Linked DNA regions of Sus scrofa: region 2 is linked to region 1. A link is a contact called in public Hi-C data. All regions are on one chromosome and are shown on one strand. The core of a region is the stretch at or near the end of the contact, and the rest is flanking DNA. Distances in the headings are between cores, read along the strand shown.

The links. Hi-C and Micro-C count contacts between places; a contact is called where the count stands out from the background.
Region 2: a Hi-C map of embryonic fibroblasts shows a contact between it and region 1, with 1.7 times the contacts expected there. The contact joins the promoter of C3H2orf73 here to the promoter of LOC106508926 in region 1. A contact is called at or near these places in 1 of 5 promoter capture datasets (liver) and 1 of 47 Hi-C or Micro-C datasets (embryonic fibroblasts).

The regions. Positions count from the first base shown.
Region 1 is chr3:86,779,564-86,786,098 of Sscrofa11.1, reverse strand. It overlaps LOC106508926 (protein transport protein sec31-like), which reads right to left and starts at 2,629. Exons shown (of 3, transcript XM_013992762.2): 1 at 2,056-2,629. The coding sequence starts at 2,610. SPTBN1 (spectrin beta chain, non-erythrocytic 1) reads left to right here and starts at 1,783. Exons shown (of 36, transcript XM_021088218.1): 1 at 1,783-2,017.
Region 2 is chr3:86,921,413-86,927,844 of Sscrofa11.1, reverse strand. It overlaps C3H2orf73, which reads left to right and starts at 4,338. Exons shown (of 5, transcript XM_003125145.4): 1 at 4,338-5,884. The coding sequence starts at 5,859. The region is part of intron 2 of LOC106508926 (protein transport protein sec31-like); the gene reads right to left.

The sequences.
Region 1 (6,535 bases), core at 1,380-3,879:
TTAAACAGGCATTTCCCAGCGTGGCCATTGTTTTCTTTGGTATTTCATTAACCTTGGGAGCCGGGAGAAGCTGGGGGCTCTGGCACAAAATAAGTGAAAGGGAAACAACAGTTTTGTTTCTAGTTCATTTCCAGCATTACCTAATAAGGGCAGCCATGCACATGATTCTATTCAACAAATATTTTTTGAGTACCTTTTAAGTGCCTGCTGTGTACAAACAGTGAAGAGAGAAAGAACCCTGCCCTTTGAGAGTTCTCCTGGATGTATTGATCAACCTTCTGAGAAAAAAGCTAAGTTATTTGCCTTCCTCAATTTTTTTTTCATGTATATCAATAATAAACACTGGTACAAACATTCAAACTGATGGTGAAGGCCTAAAAGGAAAAATCACCTTCACTTTGCTGGGGCAATCTCATTAAAATATTCATTTAAAAATACATAATAAAAAAACACATACAAAAATATAAACTTATGAGGCCCCAAGTCTACAGATTTGAGATGCAAACATGATCCAAATTATTTGACTGTCTTTCATTTTTGCTTTTTTTTATTCAGGGATTGAGAGTCAGATCTTCAGGTGGAAAGACATAGGGCTTTTTTAATGGAGAAAGGCCCTCTTCCCTCTGAAGACTTACACTGCCGCCTTGGGCACTTACAGAGTAGGCACAAAGTCAGTTTATCCAGACTGTTTTCCAAAGAGCGTTTCTATTCGTGGTCATAGTCATGACACCATCTTTTCTCCTCAAATCGGCGGTTCCAGAATTTCTACATAACCTGGGAGATTAACGGGGTGCGCAAGCTGGTTGAGAACCTTCACCAGCACTTGACAAAAACTCTAGGGTGCCGCTCTGGGTTGGAGGGGAACTCAAGCCCTTCAAACACTGCAGGGCCTGTACTGCAGCCAGCAGCTCCCCACTCCTAGGAGTGGCTTGGGAAGGGCACCTGAATTAGTTAAGGGTGAAGCGGTATTAGGGCGAGAGATGCAGGAGTTGGACAAACCACTTGTAGGTCTGTTTCCAGCTACCCCGAGGGAAAGCGTGAAAAAGCAGTCATTAAGGGGGTTGATTTTGACTTCGCTAAGGTACAACTGCCCTCATTCCAGGGTTTCCCATGGAGAAGTCACCATAACTCATTAGGCCGGGCGGTATAAAGCCTCATCACCACCTAGATCTAAAACTAAACCAACCAAACGACGCTCTGAAGCCTCCCTCAACATGCTCTCTCCATCGCCTTCCAAAAGCAAATATCGCGGGCAAAAAGAGGCTGCACAAGTCACGTAGAAAATTAGGCTGCCCCTTTCCATGGCGATAATCGAATTACCCTCAAATTAAACGTGAAATTGGCTCTCGCCGGCTGCGGAAACAAAGCCCCCATTGTCCCTTGGCTCGGACATCGCGACAGCGGTGCCCACCCTGCCCAGGCCAGGCCCATCCAGTCCCCGCGGCAGGGGACAAGGTCGGCGCTGGGCCAGGGCAGCGCCTCAGCGGGGAGAGCGTGGACGCGCCTGAGGTTCGGGTTGCGCGCAGAGCAGGCGGCGGCGGGTGGGCGGCTGCCGAGCTCGGGCCAGCGCTTAGGACCAACGAGAGGGAGGGACCGAGAAGGGAGGAGCGCAGGAGAGGAGAGGAAGGAGGAGGGGTGTGCGGGAGAGAGCGTTTGCGCGCGCGTGTGTGTGCGCGCACTCGGCGCCAGCCCGCGGCCGCGCTCTCCCTCTCCCCGCCCCTCGCCCGCTCCCTGCAGCTCCCTCCCCTCCTCCCCCCGCCCCGTGCTCCCGCCCAGCCCCCGGAATCAGTGCAGCTGTTGCCGTGCAGGCTGCGGATTCCTCCAGTCCCTCCCTCGGCCGCCTCTCCTCCCGGAGCAAGCGCGCAGCCCCGCGCAGCAGCGCCCACCGGTCCCGTCCTGTGAGCCCCGGCCCCAGCCGCGACAGCCCCGCGGAGTCGCCTCCCGGCCCACCCGCCCGGCCGCCGAGGAGCGGGAGGAGGACGGGACCCCGGCGCCCCCAACCCCCTATCCGCGGGAGGTAGGTAGGGGGCTTGAGACAGGAAGATGCCAACTCACTGGGGCTGCCTCCCTGGCTGGCTCCGGAGCGGCGGGAGGAGGGGCGCGGGCCCAGGCCGGGAGGACGCCGCTGCCCCGCGGCTGCCCTGCGCTGGGGGAGCGGCGTGGGGGCGGGGAGGCTGCCGAGCCCGGTTGGGGGCGGCGCGGGGAGCCAGGTCTCCAGTGCTTTTTTAGTACGCAGACGGTGCGGGGCGGTGCGGGTGAAGGGCGGTGGGCTCCGCAATGAGGTGGCCGCAGAGCCGCGGTGCGCACCTCGGCCGCCCAGCCCCATCCCCGGGCGTAGCGGCGCGGATTCCTCTTCCCTGCCTCCGCCGCCTTCTCCCTCCAGCAGGGCGCAGCGGCCCCCGGCGCGGGGGTGGTTGCGGAGTGGGCAGCAGGGAGCGTATATTTTCGGGTGCCCTTGCTCCAGCCCTGGCTGGTGGAGAGCGGGGGCGGTGTTGACAGGGCCCGGCTCTGCGCGTAACGGTACGGGGGATGCGACCAGGCGTGGTTCGGGCTGCGCCGCGCTGCAGCTGAACTGGAGGCGGCGGCCCAGCGCCCCCCACCCCCGCCCATCCTTGCTCCCGCCCCTCACCCTCCCTGCCGTCCCTGCTCTCTGAGGGCTGGGCGGGAGCCGCCTTGGGGCGCTGAGTCGCCTACGCGCCCGCCCTTGAGATCCTGCCACCCGCTCCTCAACAGGTTTGTGCCAGCGCAGGGACCCTCCGGGCCTGCCTTTGGGGTGTTGTGCTGGAAGCCCCTCTTGTTATCAGCCTTCACACCACGCCCGCGGCCCTCGTTTTTTGGGGGAGAGCATCCCCTTTGTTTTTATGATAAGAAAGATGCCAAGTGCCTGCTATCAGATGGGGTGGGGCGGGGGGAGTGTTGTGGGGATCAGTATACAGACCGTGTCCGTTATTTCTCCAAAAGCCAGACCAGATAGTGAGAAGAGGGCGACTGTGGCGGAGGAGCAAAATGGATTCGGTAGGTTTATCTGGACGGGGATGTGATTTTTTTGGCAAGATGGATGGCTCACGGTGCCCTCGCCGTGATGCAGCACAATGCAGCAGTATCGCAGCCTCTCCGGGTTCTCGCTGGCGGGGCTTGGCACGGCCACTCGGCGCCAGCATCCCCCGCCCGGCCCCACCCAGGCCCTGGGCTGCCCTTGACTGAGACCCGGAGCTGCTTCTTTCTACCTTGTCATGCTGCTTCAGCTGGATGTGGCGTCAGGAGGACCAGGTCACCTAGCTATGAGGGGGGAGTCTTCTTTTTGAGTGACCCCTCCCGCCTCGCCTGTTGGGCTGTGCTGGGATGAAGGGGTGCCCTGCAGTGCTGATGCGGGCAGAGGGAGTCAGCCTTCGATTGCAGACCGGAATCTGATCTTGGACCTAGGGACCTGAGCCGTAGGGAGGGGCTGCAGGGAGGACCAGGCCCAGTGGTTTGCGGAGGCTATGGTGCAGTCTGTGCCTGGAGTCGCAGTGTCTTTCTGTGGATCTCCGGTAATCTGTAAACCACAACCCAACAATCCATTAATTTATTCGTATGTGAAAAGTTAATGTTTATTGATTAGAGCTTCACAGCTATGACATTACAGACATTACAATACTCTTTGATGAATACTACAGTGTGAATTTTTCCTATAGGAAACCATTTTTTGAATTGAAAAGATTGATATTTTTCAGTTCATATGTCCCTGAGGCATTTAAAAAACTATTAACATTCAATAGATTGTTTTGAAAGGAACTTACATATATTTGATGGATGGTAAATGATTTCTTTGATCCGTATTTGCTTTGTTTTCATCGTTTGCCTTTTCTGTAAATCAAATACAATTATATATTTGGATTGTTTATTAAGGATTATTTGCTAAATGTGTCATGATTGATGGTAAGTTGTTTTCAGATTGATTTTTATAGCTACCTTACTGTGTTCAGCCACGAATAATGGGATTGTGGTTGTAACTGACTGCATTTGTTTGTTTATATGTATTTTTCATATGCATATTTTTTGCAGATGTGTTTGGGGAGGGGATTGAGAAGGGCAGACCACCAAGGCCAATGTAGCTGGTATCTGGTCAGAAGGAGATTGTTCCAACGTCCTCATTTGTTTAGACTGGGCTAGTGCACAGGGAATTTCCTTTCTAAATGCCACTTCTACAATTCATTTATTCAGTGTGGGATGGCAGATGGGATACATTAGATGTCACTAATCAGACTCTTCCAGAATGTATAGGTGAAAGAGGAAATTGAAATTCCGGTATGCTAACTGGAAAGGATGATCAGTGTTTCAAAGCAAGGGTGTGTCTGCTTTTATTTTTTAAATCTCTAATGATTCCAAGTTAGTGGCATTTGATTTTATGTGGCTCTGCAGAATAGAACTGACTGCAGATTGGTTTATGTGCATTATTTTGAGTTTCAGTAATAGAGGGCCATTAAAATGTAGAATTTTTTGGATTTGGGCTTCATCATTGTGCTGGTTATATAAAATCGTGTTGCATTAAGATGTTTGGGAGTATTGTTTCCATGGATTATCCAGACATTTTGGATTTATTATGTTGTTAGGAAATATCCTGTGTTGATGTCACAGAAGGTTTAGCTGTTCTGACTTACTAGGTGCAGAGTTCTGTTAGCTTAAGCTCTTTGTAACTCTGTTTATTGGCTCTGGACAGACCAAAACCTTCATCTGAGAAAATGAGAGGTATTGGGTCAGGGAAGAAACCCTTGACACTTGGTTGTCTCCTGCTGTTCAGGCTTTCTGTAAAGAGCATCTCTTGGATGAGAGTAGTAACAACTGTCTGTGATGTTGTAGGAACAAGTGAGACGACCTCACTCTACTTGTGACACATCCATCGCTGAGACTTGGCATTGGCAGAGTTTGCCTGGAAGAGCATTTGAGTGGTTATTTTGTCTTGCGGTATGAAAGTATAACTTTACTTGTAGATGTACTATTTTGAGATGGCAGGATTTTACTACAAACAGACATGATGAGTGGAAATTATTCAATGTGGTTTTTGTCGAGATAATAACTTTTTGTTTTAAGAGCGTATTCTTAGGGAGAATTTTAAAAACCAACGTATATTTTTTTTACATGCAGTGATGTGATGCTCCTTTCATTATGTTGGGCACCAACCAATGTCTGTATTATAACTGCACCTTAATTAATGTTCTGTGGATATCCTTAAGGTGGTCTTGGTTTCTTCATTTGAGACTATTGGGAATGTAAACCATTCTATAAGGATAGGGCTAATTAATACCCTTGCTGGAAAAGCTGCGTGTGTAGGTCTGTGGAGGTGAGTAAAAGCCCTCATAGAGTTTTCTTACAAGTTTTCAGTCTTTGTTGTTTCTCTAAGCACATTTTCCTTGCAGAAGACCTCGTTTGGTACTCTTGATTTTTCTGATAACAGTTGTCCTGCATACAAGTTTTTGTAATGTAGGAATAACATCCTCAGTCTCTACTTTGGTGAGAAAATGAAACTATCACAATTAGACACTCTCCTTATATTTTTGAACATGACCAGAGAATGTATTTTCACATCTTTTGCTATTGCAGTGAGGTGAGGCCTGTCAGGATAGGATCATTTACTTGGGAGCTTATTATAAATGTAGATCCTCAGAGGCCCCATCCCAGACTTGGTCTAGTTAAATTTTGCATTTTAACAGGACCCCTGAGTGGTTTGTATGCACATTAATCGAGAAACTGTTCTACTCCTTCAGCTGAGGGACCTCCCTATCAAAAGCTTTCTCCTAGTATCTTTCTTTTGTCTTCTGTTGAAGTATCAGCACATTTTTCTCTCCTTTCATCACTAAGAAACTGATACACTTACTGTAAGTTACTTAATACAGAACTTTATAAAGTTCTTCTATAATATTTATGTGGAAGAGTTCTATTTATTATGTTTATTTGGAGTAATAAATTTTTTTAGGCTGTTTACTAAAATACCTCTGAAGTTGAAAAATAATGCCACCCCCCTGGAAGAAGGCATTAGCTTTGAGACTGCAGAATTGGAGTCTAGGAAGTTAACCCCCTGATCTCAGGGTCTTCTCAATGACCTCTGTGCTCCTCTGGCACTTTATTCTGTCACCAGCTGTTTTTCCTGGTATAGTCAATATCCTTCCCTTCTGGTCCATTTTTTTCCCTTTAATTTATTTTTTATTAAGTGATTTGTATATACAAAATAATGCTCATAAAAGAGATGCTACAGAATCACAAACCAATGGACACTCAGGCAGCTACCACCTAGCTCAAGAAGAAGAACCTATTATACATTCAGAGACCCCTCTGTGCCCCATGTCATCCCATCTGAAGCAACTATAGCCCTGAATTATATTTCTCAAAAAGTTATCCTTTAAAAAATTCTTACTCAATTTTGTATGTTTCTGAACTTTATATAAATGAGATTACCTTTATGTATTTTTCTGTGACTTCTACTTTTAGATTAACATATTCCTGAGACACATTCATTTTGTAGCTGTAGTTCACTCATTTTTCACTGCTGTAGAGTATC
Region 2 (6,432 bases), core at 3,089-5,588, 140 kb before region 1:
GAGCTGTGGTGTAGGTCACAGACTCAGCTCCAATCCCACGTTGTTGTGGCTGTGGCATAGGCTAGTAGCTACAGTCTGATTGGACCCCTAGGCTGGGAACCTCCATATGCTGCAGGTGTGCCCCTAAAATAAAATAAAATAAATAAAAATTATCTAAAACATTTATTGAACAATTATTGCCTGTATCCATAAAAAAAAAAACACTTAAAAAGGAAAAGTAGTTTATATTTGGTAGGATATAAAGAAGAATTTTCCTGGGACAATCTTGTTTAAAGGGCCTGTTTTTTGCAAGGTACTTTTCTAGGGGCTGAGAATCTCAAAAGAATAAATTAAAATCTCATGGTCCAGTGAGACTAGGCCAGAGCATGCAAGGCACTCAGTACATATTGGATTCCTCAATAATTAGATAAGATATGGTCACAACCTACAAGGAAGAGGTTTATATTTCTGGAAGTCTTCAGATAGAACAAGGGAAATCAGCCTAAAAAAAGAAGCTAGAAGACACAGAAAACCATCAAAACTAGACAGTTTAGACAGTGACTCCTAACTTTTTGATAATGCTAACACCCCAACCATATTTCATTTTGCATTGTTCCTTCCTTAAGAATTTATATGTTCATAGCTAGTCACGAATCTTTATGACACAATCGCTCAGTTTAAAATACTGCTATCGTACCAAAATGACCCTCTAGTGTTTTAGTCACCCAAGACCAGCTTTTCATTCGCTATTTGGTTATACACCTTCTATATAAGCGACCATAGTTGGAGTATCTCAAAATGAACCTCGAATCATAAAATTACAGAAGTGGTTAGAACACTCCAAATTCATAAAATACAGAATTCTTCCTTCAATCCAGTGAATTTCCAAACTATTGATCTCTAGTAATGATTTTTGAGTAATTCAGGCTGTCATTGTTTTAGTTATCTCCAGAGATTTCAAAAAATTTTTAAGATTTTAATTCATACATCCATAGGGAATAAATATAAACATATCCATGTATACATCCACATCACTTATATCAGAGTAATCTATATGATTTACACTAGAGATTTTTACTTTTTAAGAGATGAACACTTCATATTGTTTTGTAATCCCTTCCTCTTAAAGGTGAGATATAAGTTAATTGCTTTGAATTTAGACCCGAGGAAAACTCAGAACTCTTTCGTATCTGTAATTTGTTTGAACTTGTCCATCCTCAAAGATGAGTAAACCTAACACTAACATTGTTGGTTCTTTTTTTTTTTTTTTTTTTTTTTTTTGTCTTTTTAGGGCCATACCTATAGCATATGGAAGTTCCCAGCCTGGGGATCAAATTGGAGCTGTACCTTGCCTACACCACGGCCACAGCAATGCTAGATCCGAGCTGCATCTGCGACTTATACCACAGCTCATGGAAACACTGGATCCATTAACCCACTGAGCAAGGCCAGAGATCAAACCTGTGTCCTCATGGATACTAGTCAGGTTTGTTACCACTGAGCCACGATGGGAATTTTCAACATCTCTCATTCTTATTGCTCTCAAATTAATGTATATTTGGCTTGATAAAATTCATATAGGCTAAGGTAATGAAATAAAGACAATGTAATGACCCAATTAAAAAATGGTCAGATCTGAACAGATATTTCTCCAAAGATGGCAAAAAACAAAACAAAACAAAACAAAAAACCATGAAAAGATGCCCAGCACCACCAATTGCAGAGAATGTGCAAATCAAAACTACAATAAGGAGTTACATTTCCACAGCGGAAATGAATCCGACTAGGAACCATGAGGTTATGGGTTTGATCCCTGACCTTGCTCAGTGGGTTAAGGATCTCACATTGCCGTGAGCTGTGGTGTAGGTCTCAAATGAGGCTTGGATCCTGTGTTGCTGTAGCTGTGGTATAGGCCAGTGGCTACAGCTCCAATATGACCCCTAGCCTGGGAACTTCCATATGCTTCAGGTGCAATCCTAAAAAGACAAAACGTAAAATAAAGACTGGTTTTTGAATAGCAGCAGACAGGATGTGAGCTATCTATAATTAATGTTTCTGCTCCAGTATGAGTGGGAAATGGTTGCCTGGGGGCATCACAGGGCACTTAAAAGACCTTAAAAAAAAAAAAAAAAAAAGACAAAGCACTTAGAAAACAGAAAAAGACCTAAAGATTCAGAAACCAAACTAATAGCTACCAAAGGGGAAACATGGTAGGGGGGAATAAATTAGGAGGCTGGGATTAACACATACACACTACTATACATAAAACAGATAATCAACAAGGACCAAGTACATAGCACAGGGTTCTCTACTAAATATTCTGTAATAACCTATATGGGAAAAGAACATGAAAAAGAAAAGATATATGTATTTGTATAACTCATTCACTTTGCTGTACACTTGAAACTAACAACATTGTAAGTCTACTCCAATAAAAATTTTTTAAAAAAGAACAAAATGTACTTTGAAAGGATGTTAAAAGAAGGCAGTGTAAAAAAAAAAAAAAAAAGACAATGCAATGTATATACCTGATGAACTTTCTATCCTACTAATTATACAAATAGGAAGAATACTAAGAGCCAACTTTTAACAAGTGTTTACTATGTGTTAAGTTCTCTGCAAGCATTTTGCCATTTAATCCTTACCATACATGCATATGAGGCAAAAAACAACCTATCTTTAAAACAATAAATAAAATTAAAAATAGCTTTGGCTTTCTGCCATATTCTTAAAGTCCTCTCCTTTATCACATCACTAAAGAAAGAAATGAGAAAAAGTTGGATCTTCCTGAGCCTCAGCTTTCCTATGAGGTTATACAACTGAACTGTCATTATTTTTGGCATTTTCCTATGGTTTGAAAAAAAAAATGTTGACAATTTTCTGCATCTATAACATTTTGGATGAGCAATTTCCATCCTATTGTGTTTCCTCACATATGGTGTTCTAGCTCAAATAGCACTGGTATTTTTAACTTGCGCAATGTTAGTACACTACTTTGAATTCTTTTTTGCTGACAAGTATTCAAATTACCTAGCACAAATGAGAAAATGACATGTATCATTCAGGCCTGTATGTTCATTGATCTTTTTTTTTCAGACATGAATTTTCCAATAGAATCACCTCTATTTTACAGCTAAAAGGGATCATAAAAATAATCTAATCTGACTACCTTTCTTTACAAGTGAGAATCTGCAGCAGAGAGGTTTAGGCGTCTCTGCTAGGTCAGATTAGCTAGTTAGTAGCAGAAAAAAATAATAGCAGTCCAGTGCTTTTTTTACATAAAGAAGTCAATAGTTATTATAAAAATCCATATTATTTTGCAGTGCCCTGCAGAGGATGTTCCAATAATAAATCATTGGCACATTTTTATAACACTGTATTATTATAATTTGTAATAATACGGTATATCTGTACCAAAACTGAACACTTGTGACTACCAGTTATATAATGCTGTTACATATCAATGCTGTTTACAGTTTTTTCCCCGCATCCATAACTGGATTGTGACTTCCTTGGGGTAGGCACAATTAGATTTTTAAAAATTGTTTTGCTTTTTAGGGCCACACTTGCAGCATATGGAGATTTCCAGGCTAGGGGCCGAATTTGAGCTACAGCTTCTGGCCTGCACCTCAGCCACAGCAACGCAAGATCCGAGCCACATCTGCAACCTATACCATAGCTCTCGGCAATGTGAGATCCTTAACCCACTGAGTAAGGCCAGGGATCAAACCCGCAACCTCATGGTTCCTAGTCAGATTCATTTCTGCTGTGGCCACGATGGCAACTCCAAATTCAGGTGATTACGTTGTTTTCAGAGTGATAAAGTTGAGAAAACTTCTCATTTTTTCCTGTCAAGCTGTTGGGATTGTCCCTGAGGGTGAGGAGTTCCAGGAACTTGAAGAGATTGGTGAAGATTGGAATAGGAATTAGCAAGAGTGATGAGAGGGTTCTGTAAGCCTTAAGACATCTAGTAGCATATGCAGACCAAACTGCTCAATAAAAATAATAATTAATGATATCCAAGAACTTAACATGTGTTTGGCTCTCCTCTCCCTACTCTGCCTGTGTTAGCCATCTCCACTTTGCAGCAACCCTAGCCATTTTTTCCCATTTAGTGGACCAAGAAATTGAGGCTCAGAGAGATTAGAAAATTTGCCCAACTGAACCAGCTACTCAGTGGTGGAATCAAGAGTCAAACACTTTCAGATTCTTCTCCCACATAGATTATCACAGAATATCGGGTAGAGTTCTCTGTGCTATACAGCAGGTCCCTGTTAGCCAATCATTCCATATACATCAGTGTGCATATGCCATTCCCAAACCCCCCAAAATCTGAAAGAGAAAGGATGTGTGTACATGTATAAGTGAACCATTTTGTTGTACAGCAGGGATGATCACAACATTGCAAATCAACTATACTTCAATAAAACTTTAAAAAAATGAAGAAAAAAAAACAAAAACAAAAACAAAACCAGATTCAAATGCTGACCGCCCGCAAGGTCTATACATAATCACGGTTTGATGGTTAGAATAAAACCAGCTAAGTATGTGGCATTTAAAACATTGCAGAGCAAATGCTAGGCTCCCAAGCAGGAGCTCATTAATGTTAATTCCCTGGCTTTTGGTTTCAATCCACTCTCCCCATATTTATTTATACATCCCACACACTCCAATCAGGTCCACACTCAGGTATCTAGGTAACTTCTATTCATACACTCTTCTTCCTCAAAGGAATTAGGCTCACAGTACGTACAATGAGTCCTAGGACCAACATTTCCCCAGTTAAATGGAAACATACACTACAACTGACTCCGGGTTACAAAACACATACACATGCATAGCCTGATATATAGGAGAATTTGACTCAATAAGGTATTTCCTTTTCCTATTATCCAGGGAAATGCATGAGTTACCATAACAGATGCCAAAGACTTTTGGCTCTGGTAGTGGAAATTGGGAAGCAATGGTGAAATGAGGTAAGAAATTCCAAGGCCAGAAGGTGGACACAAGTCATCAACTGTTTTTCCCAGGACCTTGCTATTTTGGGGTAAGTGCTACATGGACAAGCCTCAACCTGCCGCCATAGCCTCCAGTCCCTTCCACCTGATTCTGAACCCCGCTGTGGCTGGAGCAGATGCATACACCGCGGGGAGCCTCATTTGAAATGAGTGTTCCCTTGCTTTTTTTTTTAATGCTTGCCGCCAGGATGTGTCAGAAATCGTGAACAGCGACAGCCAAGCTTTCTCATGCAAAGACTAGGCAGCCCAGGCGCAGCAAATCATGACTTGCACAGTATTTAATGGTTCACGGGAAAACAAGTTTCTCTCCTGCCTGCTCGCAGTTTTGGAGCCAGCTCCAGCAGACGTGAGCAAAGCCTGGGCAGCAGCGTCCTGCCGGTTCGAAGGGCGAGCGGGATGCGGGATGCAGGGATTCGAGCAGCGCAGCTCCTGGCCCCAAAGCCAAGGGCTGCAGGGGGGCGGGGGGGGAGGCTTCGAAACAGCCCCTTGCTGATCCTCAAGGACCGAATGGGCACTGATAAATACCCTGCCCGCCCGACACAGGAAAGGCAAGTTCAAACGCAGGATGTGCAGCCTAGGTAGACCCGGGAAGGACTAGGAGAGACCCGGGCAGCCGCCCGCTCCCCGCGGAGGAGCAGCACAGCAAGCCACCTAGCCGCCTCTGTTACTTACTGCGCCTGCGCACTCCGCGTCCCCCTCCCCCCTCAAGCCTTTTTCTGAGGCCTTGAGCGCAGAGACTGCTGTCTCTTAGCAACGCACAGGTCACAGTCGCGGCTCTCCACGCGTCCCTTTCCTGGCAGGGCTTAGTCCCTTGTCCCCCCGTGAGGCTCCTCATTGCCTCGGGTCAGGCCGTAGGAGTTCATGGAGGGAAAGGAGGATAAGCAGCAGTAAGTGCTGGGGTTTGGTTTTTCTATTTCCCCTTCCGAAAAATGTTCTCCTCCTTCAGGGGAGGGTTAAGTGAGATCCGAGGTGATGGGTCTTCTAGCCATCAGGGCTTTCCCTCTAACAATGCCGTTCCTACCTTTCATTTCTAGCATTGAGCGCTTACAATTGTACTTTTTAAAATGACTGGGTCACCTTGCTGTACAGTAGAAAATTGAAAGAACACTGTAAACCAGCTATAATGGAAAAAAAAATCATTAAAAAGAAAAAAAAAAAAGGTAAAACTATGGACATAGTAAAAAAAGTCAGAAGTAGCCAAAGGGAAATGGAGGCATGAATCGAAGGAGCACAGCAGATTTTTTAGGGCAGGAAAACTATTTGATGCTTTAATGAAACAACATGTAGATTGGCTTCATTCACTTATAAATAAAATTGAAGGTTGCTCCATTAAAAAAAAAAAAATGGTTTACTGGGCACCTGCTGTGTATCAGGCACTTTACACATACTGTTTGGCCTAAAATTCCTGACGTCATCTTGAATCATTCACTCCTCA